Regions from separate parts of the Canis lupus genome. Here region 2 is linked to region 1. A link is a contact called in public Hi-C data. All regions are on one chromosome and are shown on one strand. The core of a region is the stretch at or near the end of the contact, and the rest is flanking DNA. Distances in the headings are between cores, read along the strand shown. Region 1 holds the start of CYB5R4 (cytochrome b5 reductase 4). Region 2 holds the start of CEP162 (centrosomal protein of 162 kDa).

Region 1 (6,492 bases), core at 750-3,249:
TTGCTAGCAGATGGTGAAAAACACTTTAAATCATTGACCATAATTGAGAAGGGAATTCATGCCATGGCTATGAAATTTTAGGAATTTTTAATAAATGATGAAACAAGTTATACTCACATTAATACTCCTCTGCTGTCCTTAAATCCAGTAGTAAAATAGCATTGGTGTTTAATAATTAGAGCACTTCATTGAGAGATCCTCAGAATTAAAACAAAAAAAATGTTTAAGTGAGCAGGACTCATATGGAGTCTAAGAAAGGGGAGTCAAAAGGTTAGAATTTGATCTTTTCTATTTCTGTCCATGGGAGAGCTAAGACATTCTGCAAATATGAAACATTATTCAACAATGTCACTTTCCTTTATTCTGGCTCCTTGCTCCTGATGTTGTCATGGACGCTTTTTCCAGTGAGATAAATTCTCCGTGATTAGCATTTTTAAATGTAGACTTACAAAAGAATACATCATCATTAAATGACAGAGAAAACAGGAGCACATTGCAAGGTAGGGGTAACCCAATATGGTCATGAATTTCTTTAGTTCAAATACAGTCATACAATAAGCATTTTAATTGCAAACGTTTCTTAGTATCCCAGAATGATGATGGATAGAGGTGAAGGTCAGAGATGGTTACCTGGCAAAGAAATGCCTATTACTTGATGGCTACATAGATCACACGGTTTTCCTTCTAACTGAAAAGATACTACAAACATTGATTTACAGGCACTTTAAGGACCAGGCTGTTGAAGTAGAGCAAATTCAAATCACGTGTCAGAGTCAGGTAAAGTAATAATAATGGATGGGAAGAATTATTTAGAACTCTATTTCTTCTGAAAACTTTCCCTTCACTGGACTCGACACTCAGGATATGTGTTTCCCCCAAGAGATATGCAACAAAACAAAACAAAGCAAAACACAAAAACCACACCACATCACCGATATGGATCTGGATCATTAGGGACTTGTTTTTAGCTGCACAGTTATTTGAGCTTCTCTCAATATGTCGGAAAAATATGATGAGCCACTGACCTTTATTGAGTACCTACTATTTTTTTTAAAAGATTTGTTTATTTATGATAGACATAGAGAGAGAGAGAGGCAGAGACACAGGAGGAGGGAGAAGCACGCGGGGAGCCCAACGCAGGGCTCGATCCCGAGTCTCCAGCATCGCGCCCTGGGCCAAAGGCAGGCGCTAAACCGCTGAGCCACCCAGGGGTCCCCGGGTGCCTACTATGAACCAGAGACTATACTAGGTAGTTGACATATGACAGCTCATCTCGTTCTTACTGAGACCTAAATCGATTAGGCAGAATGGGGAAAATGAGACTTTGAGATACTAAATTAACTTGCCTAAGGCTGTTCATTTATTAAATGCAAAGAATCCATTCAAACTAAACCTATCTGACTCTTAGACATAGCTGTCGGTCACTACATTTGGGGATGGGCTGTATCAGTACACAATTCCCTGTAGCTTTCAGTGAAGACAGAGAGATGAGGAGGAAGAACTTGGGAGTAGATGGATGGAGACCTCACTAAGTTTTTTTTTTTTTTTTTTTTTTTTTTAATTCCTTCATTAGTCACTCCGGAGGGTGGCAGTTTGCATTTGACGCCGTAACTCTTAAACGTTTTCTTTCCTGTACAGCCGGGTGCTGTAGAGGAGAAGAGTGGCAGAGAGATCAAAATGCTTTGATAGTGTTTTGTTTTTTTTTCTCCCCATTTTTCAAGTAGTGTGATGGTAGGGCTTAACGACAGACGACGCGCGTGCTCCGGGTTAGCAGGAGTCTGTAGAAGTCACGCTCGGGTTCTGTCAGCACCAAGGCTAAGGAACAGCTTCCCTCGGTCTCTAATCCTCCCGCGGAATAGCTGTCACCTCTCTGCGGTGCTGAAATTCGGGCCGCAGGACTAACGCCGCACACGCGCTCCGGTTGGGTCCCGCCCCTGCCGGCGCGGCGCTCGTCCTTTGGCTCCGCCCCCTTCACGGCCTCAACGTGCTGCGTCACGGCGCGCCTCACCCCGGGCGACCCCGGAAGTGGGTCGGGGGCTTGGCCTCTGCCCGGCCTGGGAGCCGGAGCGGGAGGTTCGGCCTCCGAGGGGTGGAGCGGAGCGATCCTGTCCGGCGGGAGACCCCGGGCAGGGCCCGGGCCAGGGGTCCGAGATGCTGAACGTCCCTTCCCAGTCTTTCCCGGCCCCCAGCTCGCAGCAGCGGGCCGCCTCCGGGGGGCGTAGCAAGGTAAGCGGGTGACACCGCGCGTCGTGCTCAGCTCGTCTGCCGCCGGCGGTTCCTCGTACCGAACGGTCCACTCTCTCCCTCGGCCCCCTCTTCCGCCTCCTGTCCTCCGCTCTAGCCTTCCTGCCTCCTGCCTTTGCTGGCGATCCCTTTCTGATGCCCGGCCGTCTGCAGTCCTCCAACTCCGCTAACCCCCGTCTCTCTCTCACACCTGCTGGCCCTTTCCTTTCCCGTCCCCAGAGCCCGTTCTGGTGAAGTCTTTTCCCGCGAATTAAACGGAGTTGTATAGGACAGGGCCAGCACCGTGCTTGCGGGGATCCTAGGCACTCCGTTCTCATTAGCTTTCCTTCCCTCAGTCTAGCCTCGTCTCCGGTCTTTTGTTCTGCACTCCCCGAAGGAGTTGTGAGTGATGTGGGTTCTGTGGGAGAAGGGAAAGGTTGGGCAGTGGCGACATTGACCAGTGACCATCCTCCAAAGGTGGGGACTCCTGGAGCTAGGGAAGATGGGGGCGGGGAGCGAGAGCAAATGTCTAAAATCCTCCGGTGGGTTTGCGGACGCTTCTCTAAGTCACGCTGCCTTTCTTCCTCTGCTACCTGTCCTTATCACAATGTCTTTTCTATTGGTATCCCTTTGCTGACTTTGAAGCTAAGAGAATACTCCTAACTTTTTGTGGAACATGGTTACTGTTGGCAACAGGTGGAACACAGATGTATTTTTTTTTAAAGACTTTTTAAAAAAGATTTTATTTATTTATTCATGGGACACACACACACACACACAGAGAATGAGAGGCAGAGACACAGGCAGAGGGAGAAGCAGGCTCCATGCCGGGAGCCTGATGCGGGACTCAATCCCAGGACTCCATCCGGGACTCCAGGATCGCGTCCCAGGCCAAAGGCAGGCGCCAAACCACTGAGCCACCCAGGGATCCCCCTGTCCCCTCCTTCTTGATGTTTGACCTGTTTCTCTCCTTGAACTAAATGCTTGGCTAAATAGTATAGACTTTCTGGAGAAAGAATCTGAATTAAAATATAAGAGCTGCTGGTCCTCTGTATTAAAACTAAAAACCACATTCTCAGCATCCTTTTAAAGAAGAAAGCTCAGAGGCAAAGACAAAAGGTCCACAGGTGGTGATGGTAAAGTTGAACCTTTGGGTCCAAAAAGAGAACAAAATACAATTATTGCACAATTCAAAGGGAAACTCAGAATTTTAAAGTGAGGTAATCTTACACATGTTAGAACCTGAGTCAGGATTGTATGAAATGGGTAGAGGTTGAAAAAATAGAAGCTAGTTGGGGAGGATATGACTATATTTAAAAGCACACACTTTTGAGTGAGAAAGATCCAGATTCTTTTCCCAGCTTCCGTGACTTAGTGTCTGAGTTTCGGTTTCCTGAGGTGTAAATGAGAATAATAGAACCCATTTTATAGGACTATTCATAGGATTAAATGAGATAATGTTTCTCTTAGCACAGTCTTGGTCTGTGGTAAGTCCTCACTGTGTTACTTGCTCTTAGACTTTTATTTATTTATTTGTTTATTATTATTTTTTAAGATTTTATTTATTTATTCATGAGGGACACAGAAAGGCAGAGACACAGGCAGAGGGAGAAGCAGGCTCCATGCAGGGAGCCCGATGCGGGACTCGATCCCAGGACCTGGGATCACGCCCTGAGCTGAAGGCAGCCGCTCAAGTGCTGAGCCACCCAGGCGTCCCTAGACTTTTATTTATATTCTATGGATTGTTATGTGATTGTTGTGTAAATCTCTGAGGACAGCGTCTAATGCATAGTATGCATTGTATGTAGGATAGCTACTATTTCTACTAACACTAGTAAATAAATATTTTTTGAGAACCTACCACATGCTGGAGATGGAGTGTCAGTTTCCAAGGAGTTTAGTCTAATAGGCAGTACAGACTAATAAATAGTTATAAATGTCATTAAGTACTATAACTGTGTTATGACCACAGAGGGATTGGAGTCAGAGAAGTCTCTTGGAGGAGATAGTGTGCGTCTGGGAGGTGGGAGGGAGGTCCTTGAGCCAGGCAAAGGAGCAGATATTTCATAGCAATCAAGGAATCAGTTCCTGTTTGGCTAAAGCATGTAATAGGAAAGAGCAAAAATTAAGACTCAGAGCTAGTGAGGTAAACAGTGATTGATACAAAGGGCCTGGTAAATCACTCTAGGGAATTTAGAGATATTATTATATGGTAGTATGGGGAGCCACTGAAGGAGGAAGGGCCCATGATTAGATTTACAGTTTTGGAAGACTATGTGTAAATATCCAGTGGATTATGGAATCCACGTAGACAAGAGAGGTGAGTGACTTTGGTTTGAGATGGGAAAGATCATATTCTCATATTTTACTTCATTTATTGAGATCAGGCGACCTAGAGAGTTTCAGGGATGGTAAGAATGGGATGATGTGATTGGTAGGAAGGAATGTGAAATTGCAATGTTAACACACACCTATTAACTAGGTTATTTAGGGGATAAATGAATACCTACGATAGATGAGATTCCAGAAAGTGAGGTATATAAATATCTTAGTCTATTCAGTCTAACAGAGGACCATAAGCTTGATAAGCTAGCTTATACACAGCAGCAATTTATTTCTCACAGTTCTGGAGGCTGGGAATCCTAAGATCAATGCACCAGTGAGTTTGGTATCTGATGAAGGCCTGATTCCTGGTTCATAGCCATATTTTCCCCACATCCTCACATGGCAGAACGGATGAGGGAACTCTTTGAGGTGTTTTTAATAAGGGCATTAGTAGCATTCGTGAAGGTGCTGCCTTTATGATTTAATCACCAATCAAAGACCTTACTTCCTAATACCATCACACTGGAGGCTAAGATTTTTCTTTTTCTTTTTTTTTTTTTAAGACTTTATTTATTTATTCATGAGAAACACACAGAGAGAAGCAGAGACATAGGCAGAGGGAAGAGCAGGCTCCCTATAGGGAGCCTGATGGTGGGACTGGATCCCAGGACCCCCGGGATCATGCCCTGAGCCGAAGGCAGATGCTCAACCACTGAGCCACCCAGATGTCCCTGGAGGTTAGGATTTCAACATGAATTTTGGAGGGGCACTAACATTCAGTCTGTAGCAATAGACTTCTTTGAACATGCCTTCTTTTACATTAAATATTCCTCTGGTACTATGTTACAAACTGCTTATAAGTTTAGACAGTAGCTCAATTCCATCTTTGAAAGGTTATCTTAACTGTTCTTAACTGTTAAAATATTAGTAATATCTCTCATCCAAAAGCATATTATTTAAAGCATATTTTGAAAAAACAAAAAGTTGGGACTCCTGAGTGGCTCAGCGGTTGAGCATCAGCCTTCGACTCAGGGCATGATCCTGGGGTCTGAGATCAAGTCCCGCATCAGGCTCCTTGCAGGGAGCCTGGGTCTCCTTCTGCCTATGTCTCTGCCTCTCTCTCTCTCTGTGTCTCTCATGAATAAATAAATAAAATCTTAAAAAAAAGGAAAAGAAAAAGCTATCAAAATCAAACATCCTTTACTAAATCTTCTGTTCAGGGATAGGTAAACTTTTCTGTAAGGGGCCAGATAATAAATATTTTAGGCTCTGAGGGCCCCATGACTACTGAGTCTCTTCACTACCACCACTCCACTTGTGAAAATGATTCTGAACTCCAGGGTGATAGACAAACAGGCACGGGCCAGTTTGCCAAACCTTCCTTCGAGTGTTACAGTTTTTTTTTTTTTTTTCCTCCGTTATTTGATAACTTTTGTTTCTTAGTGAATTCTTAGAAAACAGATTGCTGCCTTATGATTTTCTAATGTCCTGTGTATATTGACAATCCAGAAAATCAACTTTAGCTGGCCATTTATATTTTCTTCTATTAAATCTCTTGTGACTTTTGAGGTAAAGAAATTTTGGTCCAAGTTGCTAAGTAACTCCAACATGTGTGACAGAGTGGAGCCAGGACCAAAACTTGTTTTCTCACTCCAGGTTCAGTGCTTTGTTCTTGTTCTTGTTCTTTTTTCTTGTTTTGTTAGATACCATTATGATGAACATTTGCATGACACCATTTCTAAGCCCTACCTCATAGTCCAGATAGTTTATATTGTTCTATTTATAATTCTGATACAATGGAGATGATTTTGACAACCACCTAAATCTGTAAAACAAAACAAAACAAAATGTAGAATTGTCGGATTTGAATTTTCTTATCTTTTTGAATGAGAATAAGAGAATGAAGCAGCCTTCAGAGAAGCAGCGGTAGGAGTGGGGAAAGCA
Region 2 (5,614 bases), core at 238-2,737, 310 kb after region 1:
GCATGTTTTGAATGGTAGTTTCTCTGTCATTCCTAAATAAACCCACTTTGCTGATAAAATAACTGGCTGCTTTATTTTCAAGGTTGTCAAACTGATTGCATATTAGAAGTGAAAGAGAACTGAAAGATGAATTTCTTGTGACACAAGTTTACAAAGTTCACAATGTAGCTTTTAAAAAGATAAAACTTACCTCTCTCATGAACTGCTCAAACTCTTCATCCAGCTCTTCTTTGGAATAGTGAGCCATAATCAAGAATTTTCACTTCCCAAGGTAAACATTCCAAAGTATTTACAACACTGGAAACACTAAATAACAAGAGATAAGTATGCTCTGAGGAAATTAATATCACATTATGAGCAACCAGACTTAATCCTCAGACATTTGTCTTATGGTTTAGTATACATGCACAATTATTGACCAATAACCTTGACAAGAGATCCTGAATTCATGAATAAAACTGCTTTGGAAAAGCAGCTCTTACAGTTTGCACTGTACTTAGGGTCCAGAATTACATTTTCATTGTTAACACCCAATTGTTGAAGGGTGGTCTCCGCAACATTTCCTAAACCTATGGTGTGTGTGTGTGTGTGTGTGTGTGTGTGTTATTTAATATTCCCTGAAACAAATCAGGTCCTCTCAAGGAATCTGTCAAAAATTTAAAAATAGCAAGTCCAAAAGGCCATTTCTTTTCTGCAAAGCACAGGACAGAGTTTGTGTCGCCCTATCATTCGGTCTGTTATCAGTGCATATGAATAGTCTTGCAAACCAGACTGTTTCTGGATACAGACAAAATGCAATTCATTAAGATTCAAGGTCTACCTAAAATAGAGTTAGTGGAGTGTACAGATCAAAACGAATTGTGTTCCCTTTGGAGGGAGGGAAAGGCAACAAAACTATGCATAACTTGTAACACAAAGCTCTCCCCACCTGTCTAATGAACCCAATTCATTCGTTTAAAGAACCCCGGCCAGTATTTTTCCCAACCTGCAGAATATCAACTCCCGGCCTCTTTAGCATTTCTGATCAGTGTAGGATGTGTGTGCAGTTAAGGTCCTGCCCCAAGACCCTGGGCGGAGGGGGATCCCGGCTCCAGGAAGCGCGGGTTCCAGAGCGGCCGGAAGACAAAGACGCACTTGAATGGAGCGTGGGCGGAGGAGGGGAGCGGGTCTGAGGACACTCTCGGTCAGGGTCAACCGAGCGGGAAGCCTCACCTACCTGTCTCTGAGCTCCAGCTCCGCGCCATCCCAAACGTCTGCGGGGAGGGCCCAACAGTTACCAGGGTAACACACTTCGGCCGCCTGAAACCCGAGTCACATGACTCGGGCCGGTCACGTGGCTTGCGGGCCCCACGGGACAGCAGTTACTGTCTTTTCTCCGCTACGAGAAGGTGGCAGTTGCTGCGGCTCAGAATAATTTGGAGGGTAAGAGCCGTCGCTGCTGCACCAACGAGACTCCACAGCCTTTTCTGTGCTCCTTGGAAAAGTGGAGGGCGCGCGGGGGCGGGGAGGGGGGCGGTTCTCGAGAGGCGGAACCCAGGCATGCTGGGTGTTGTAGGCCGAGCCCGTAGCTTCCTGGGAAATGTAGTTTAGCTCCCTTAGTCCTTGTATCTCCGCACGTCTCGTTTCTTCTAACGTTCCCCACCTTTGTGGTTTCGGTTCCGCTTTCCGAGCGGAAAATTTGAAGGAAAAAAAAAAAATTATTGGATTCCTCTACGTGCAAACCCGTGAGTAGGCGTTGTGAGAGAAACTCAGATCCGTGAGAAAGAATTTTGTCATGAGGATAGGGGCTCTGTTCCACCATCTAGTGGGCAAACAATTGAAAATACACACGCACATCCCAACCTGCTGCTCGTCTTGGAGCATGTCTGTGGCTTCCCTCTACCCTCCCCTTACTCCCTCCCACTCTGTAGTGGCGTTTTACAATTATTTTTCTTGAATTTTGAATTTTAGTTTTGCCCTTTCTTCCTCTAAAACACACGCAAGTTTCAGTTTCAGAGGACGTCATTTAGGAAGGTGGAAGTAAAGTACCAGTTGAAAGGATTGCCACTGGCAGACATAGGTTAAGGACTTCATTCTCACCAGCCCAAACTTTTCAACCGGCAAGTGTTTATTGTGATACAAATGCATACAGCCAGGAGCTGTGCCCTCAGACAAAGATTTGAATAATGAGATTTTTTTTTTTTTAAAAGCTACTATTTATTGAATACATAGGTTGATAGGAGCTTCACGTGCATTATTTCACTTAATGCACTTACACTCTTGTACTCAATCCGAAGGAATCCACGTAAAAAGATGCACAATGTCTCTTTGAAGTTGTCCTCATTTTATAGATGAGAAAACTGAAGCAGAGAGGTTAATGACTTGCTCAAAGCCATAGTGGCTAAACCAGAATCCAAGACTTGTTTTCACCTCCTCTCTTATCCAGCTTCTGTTCTATCATCCTTCCAAAAGCGTTTTGCAAATACTTTCAATAGCTTTGCCCCAGTGCCCTTGGAGCATGCCTACCCAATAAAACACCTGCTCTGGAGCCACTGAATACAGCTCGAGAAAATCACCCAACAGGTTGGACCATAACCAGTTTTCTGAGACATCTCAACTTTTTGGAGTATAAACATAGTGTTATTTTATTTTTAATGATCACTTTTTTAAACAGAGCTGTGTTAAATACTTCTATCACTTTTCTTATCACCTTAGACAAATTTTAGATTCCATAACTTTTTAGTTACTTCTAGATATTAAAACTAGCCAGTACAATTTAAAACAGATCTCTTAACTAGTTCGTAGTTGTTTTTGTATTTGGAGAGTTTTGGAATGGACAGTGGGCATGATCCATTTTTTACACAAATTTTGAAATAAGAATTCTCAGGCTTTTTACACAGTGCTGGATAAGGGGTATGAACTGCCACTGGTGTCAGGGAAACTGAAATCCCATAATAGTCTTCCAGTTAGAGTGGTAGCATATGGAGACCAGATGAAAATAAGAGTTCTAGCCCAAGTATGTTTCACAAAGGTACAGTGGGTCAGTGGCCTTCCCTGTGATTGTATCCCCACCCCCAATGAACAATTGAGATATATAAGATAGCCAAGTAAACTTATAACTGGAAGAACTCGAATTACTGTGTTGGTTCCTGATCTGTGGAGCCATTATGGTAGGAAGAACCAAGTGGAACCCCCTAGATATACCCCACTCCCATCCAAGTGAGCAAATCAAAACCAATGCCACTTCCTGGGAGGAATGACAGGGATTAGCACCACACTGAAAGACTTTAAGGCTGTAGGGATAGTAAACCCTGCATATCCGTCTTCAATCTTTTTGGATCCTACAGAAAAATAGATGGGTTTTGGATGACCATGGACTACAGTAAACTTAAGCAAGTGCCGGCACTAATTTCAGCTGCTGTGTCAGACATATTTGCTTAACTGGAAGATATCAACACAGTTCACAGCACTTGGCATGCTACTATTACCTAGTAAATATGGTCTTTTAAATTCTCTTCAGTAGAAGCGTGAAAGCAGTTGGCATGCATCTGGGTGGGACAATCATTCACATGCACTGTTTCAAACCCCATTGGCTAAACTAACTCTCATTGTACTCTATCAGAATGTAATCTGTAGGAAATTTGTATTGACATTTCACAGGATATCATTATGGTTTATTATATTGATGGCCTTACATTAATTGTAGTTGGTGAGTGGAGGTGGAAATTATTCTAGGTTATCTTCCTTAGGCACATCCAAACCAGAGAGTAGAAGATAAGCCACACAAAACTTTATGGCACTGCCATATTGGTGAAGTTTTAGGTTACCTACTGTTTGGGACATGCTGGGACCAAAAAGATAAAGGTAAAGAACAAATTGATACACATTAGAGCTTGCCACTAAGACGCATAGTGCTTGGTAGGTTTATTTTGATTTTAAAGGCAGCATATACTGTACTGGAGAATAATGTACCAACCCATTTATTGGATGTGGATATTAGAGCAGAGAAAGTTCTGCTGCATATATGGTAGTTGTACAAGCTTGCTGGAAGCTTGGGTCATATGATCTAGCAGATCTGATGATGGCTAGAAATATCCGAACTAATGAATAAAAGAGCAAAATATTCTGGGATTATTCACATGTTGGTTAGAGTAGCATATTAATGGCAACCATGAAAAGACTGTTGTCATACTACTGCCACACTCAGAGGTATCCTTAAAAGAATATAGTGAATGGAAATCCTTTCAGTGGGAAGAGCTCCAAGCAGAACACTTCAATTACTTTATGTTTTGGTAGAAGTGACCTAAGGTATAGATATACGTAGACTACTGGATAGTATCAAATGGCTTGGACTTTTGGTCAGAGGCCTTGATAAAGCAAGATCAAAAAACCAGAGATGGGGCACCTGGATGGCTCAGTTGGTTAAGTGTCTGCCTTTGGCTGAGGTCATGATCTCAAGGTCCTGGGATCCAGCTCTGTGTCAGACTCCCTGTTTAGCGGGAAGCTGGATTCTCCCTCTCCTTCAGCCCCTTTCCCCAGCTTATGTGTTCTCTCTCTCGCTTTTGCTCTCTCTCACTCTCTCTCTCTCTCTCTCTTTAAAATAAGTAAATAATGTCTTTAAAAAAACAGAGACAAGGAAATCTGGATAAAAGAGGCATATAGCTAGATCTGTGGGAGGGTGACACATAGCTCGAAGATTGTCCTGTTTTGTGTTAATGTCCACAAAAGAGCATTCTCTGAATAGAAAGACAACAACCAAATAGGTTAGTTTGTCCTGTGAATATCAGCTACACTCTCCCTTCATCTTTAGACCCCCACTCTTTGGACAATTGGTCCATGAAAAAACATACCGTGGCTGGGAAGAAGGCAATTTATGGGCATAACAGAATGGGCTCCCTTTCCTAATACTGATCTAGTACTAGATAAGTATTCTAATTACTAATAGATCAGTTTTCTAAATGCCCAACTTGTCAGCAAAAGAGATTGATACTGAGTCTTTGATGTGATATAGTCCCTAAAGGACACCAACCAGTCACTTAATATCAAAGTAACTTTATCAGACCCCTTCTACCTGGAAATGGCAACAATTCATCTTTGCTGGAATTTAAACCTAGTATGGTAATGAATTCACGTTCTCTGCCAGTAAAGCCTCCACCAGTGCCACCAACTCAGGGTTTAGAAAATACCCTTACTCATTGGCATGGCATTCCCCATAATGTTACTTTTGTTCAAGGGATTAACTTTTGACAAAACTCATGAAACAATGGGTGCATGACCACATATCACCCAGAAACAGATGACTTAATGCAATAGTGGACTAGCCTATTGAAGGCTAAGCTAAAGTTGGAGAAAGGGTAAGACATATGTGCTGTATCAATGCCTGGCATATGGTGCTGTGTCCTTCTAGGAACCGAGGGATAGAAGTACAATTGATCCCTTTCGCCAATACTCCTAGGGACCCATTTTCAAAGTTTATTCCTTCTGTCCCTGAAACCTTAGGCTCTTCTGGGTAAGAGGTCCTGGTTTCCAAAAAGGGGAACACTTGGGACACCTGGGTGGCTTAGCTGTTGAGCGTCTGTTCGGCTGGGCCTGATCCCAGGATCTGGGATTGAGTCCCACATCGGGCTCCCTGTGG

What was found. Hi-C and Micro-C count contacts between places; a contact is called where the count stands out from the background.
Region 2: a contact with region 1 is called in a Hi-C map of blood, with 2.7 times the contacts expected there. The contact joins the promoter of CEP162 here to the promoter of CYB5R4 in region 1. A contact is called at or near these places in 2 of 9 Hi-C or Micro-C datasets (both in blood).

What each region holds. Positions count from the first base shown.
Region 1 is chr12:44,386,888-44,393,379 of UU_Cfam_GSD_1.0, forward strand. CYB5R4 (cytochrome b5 reductase 4) reads left to right here and starts at 2,000. Exons shown (of 16, transcript XM_038554645.1): 1 at 2,000-2,226. The coding sequence starts at 2,152.
Region 2 is chr12:44,700,703-44,706,316 of UU_Cfam_GSD_1.0, forward strand. It overlaps CEP162 (centrosomal protein of 162 kDa), which reads right to left and starts at 1,488. Exons shown (of 29, transcript XM_038554647.1): 1 at 1,217-1,488; 2 at 191-306. The coding sequence starts at 247. LOC111098344 (a long non-coding RNA gene) reads left to right here and starts at 1,622. Exons shown (of 3, transcript XR_005367444.1): 1 at 1,622-1,724.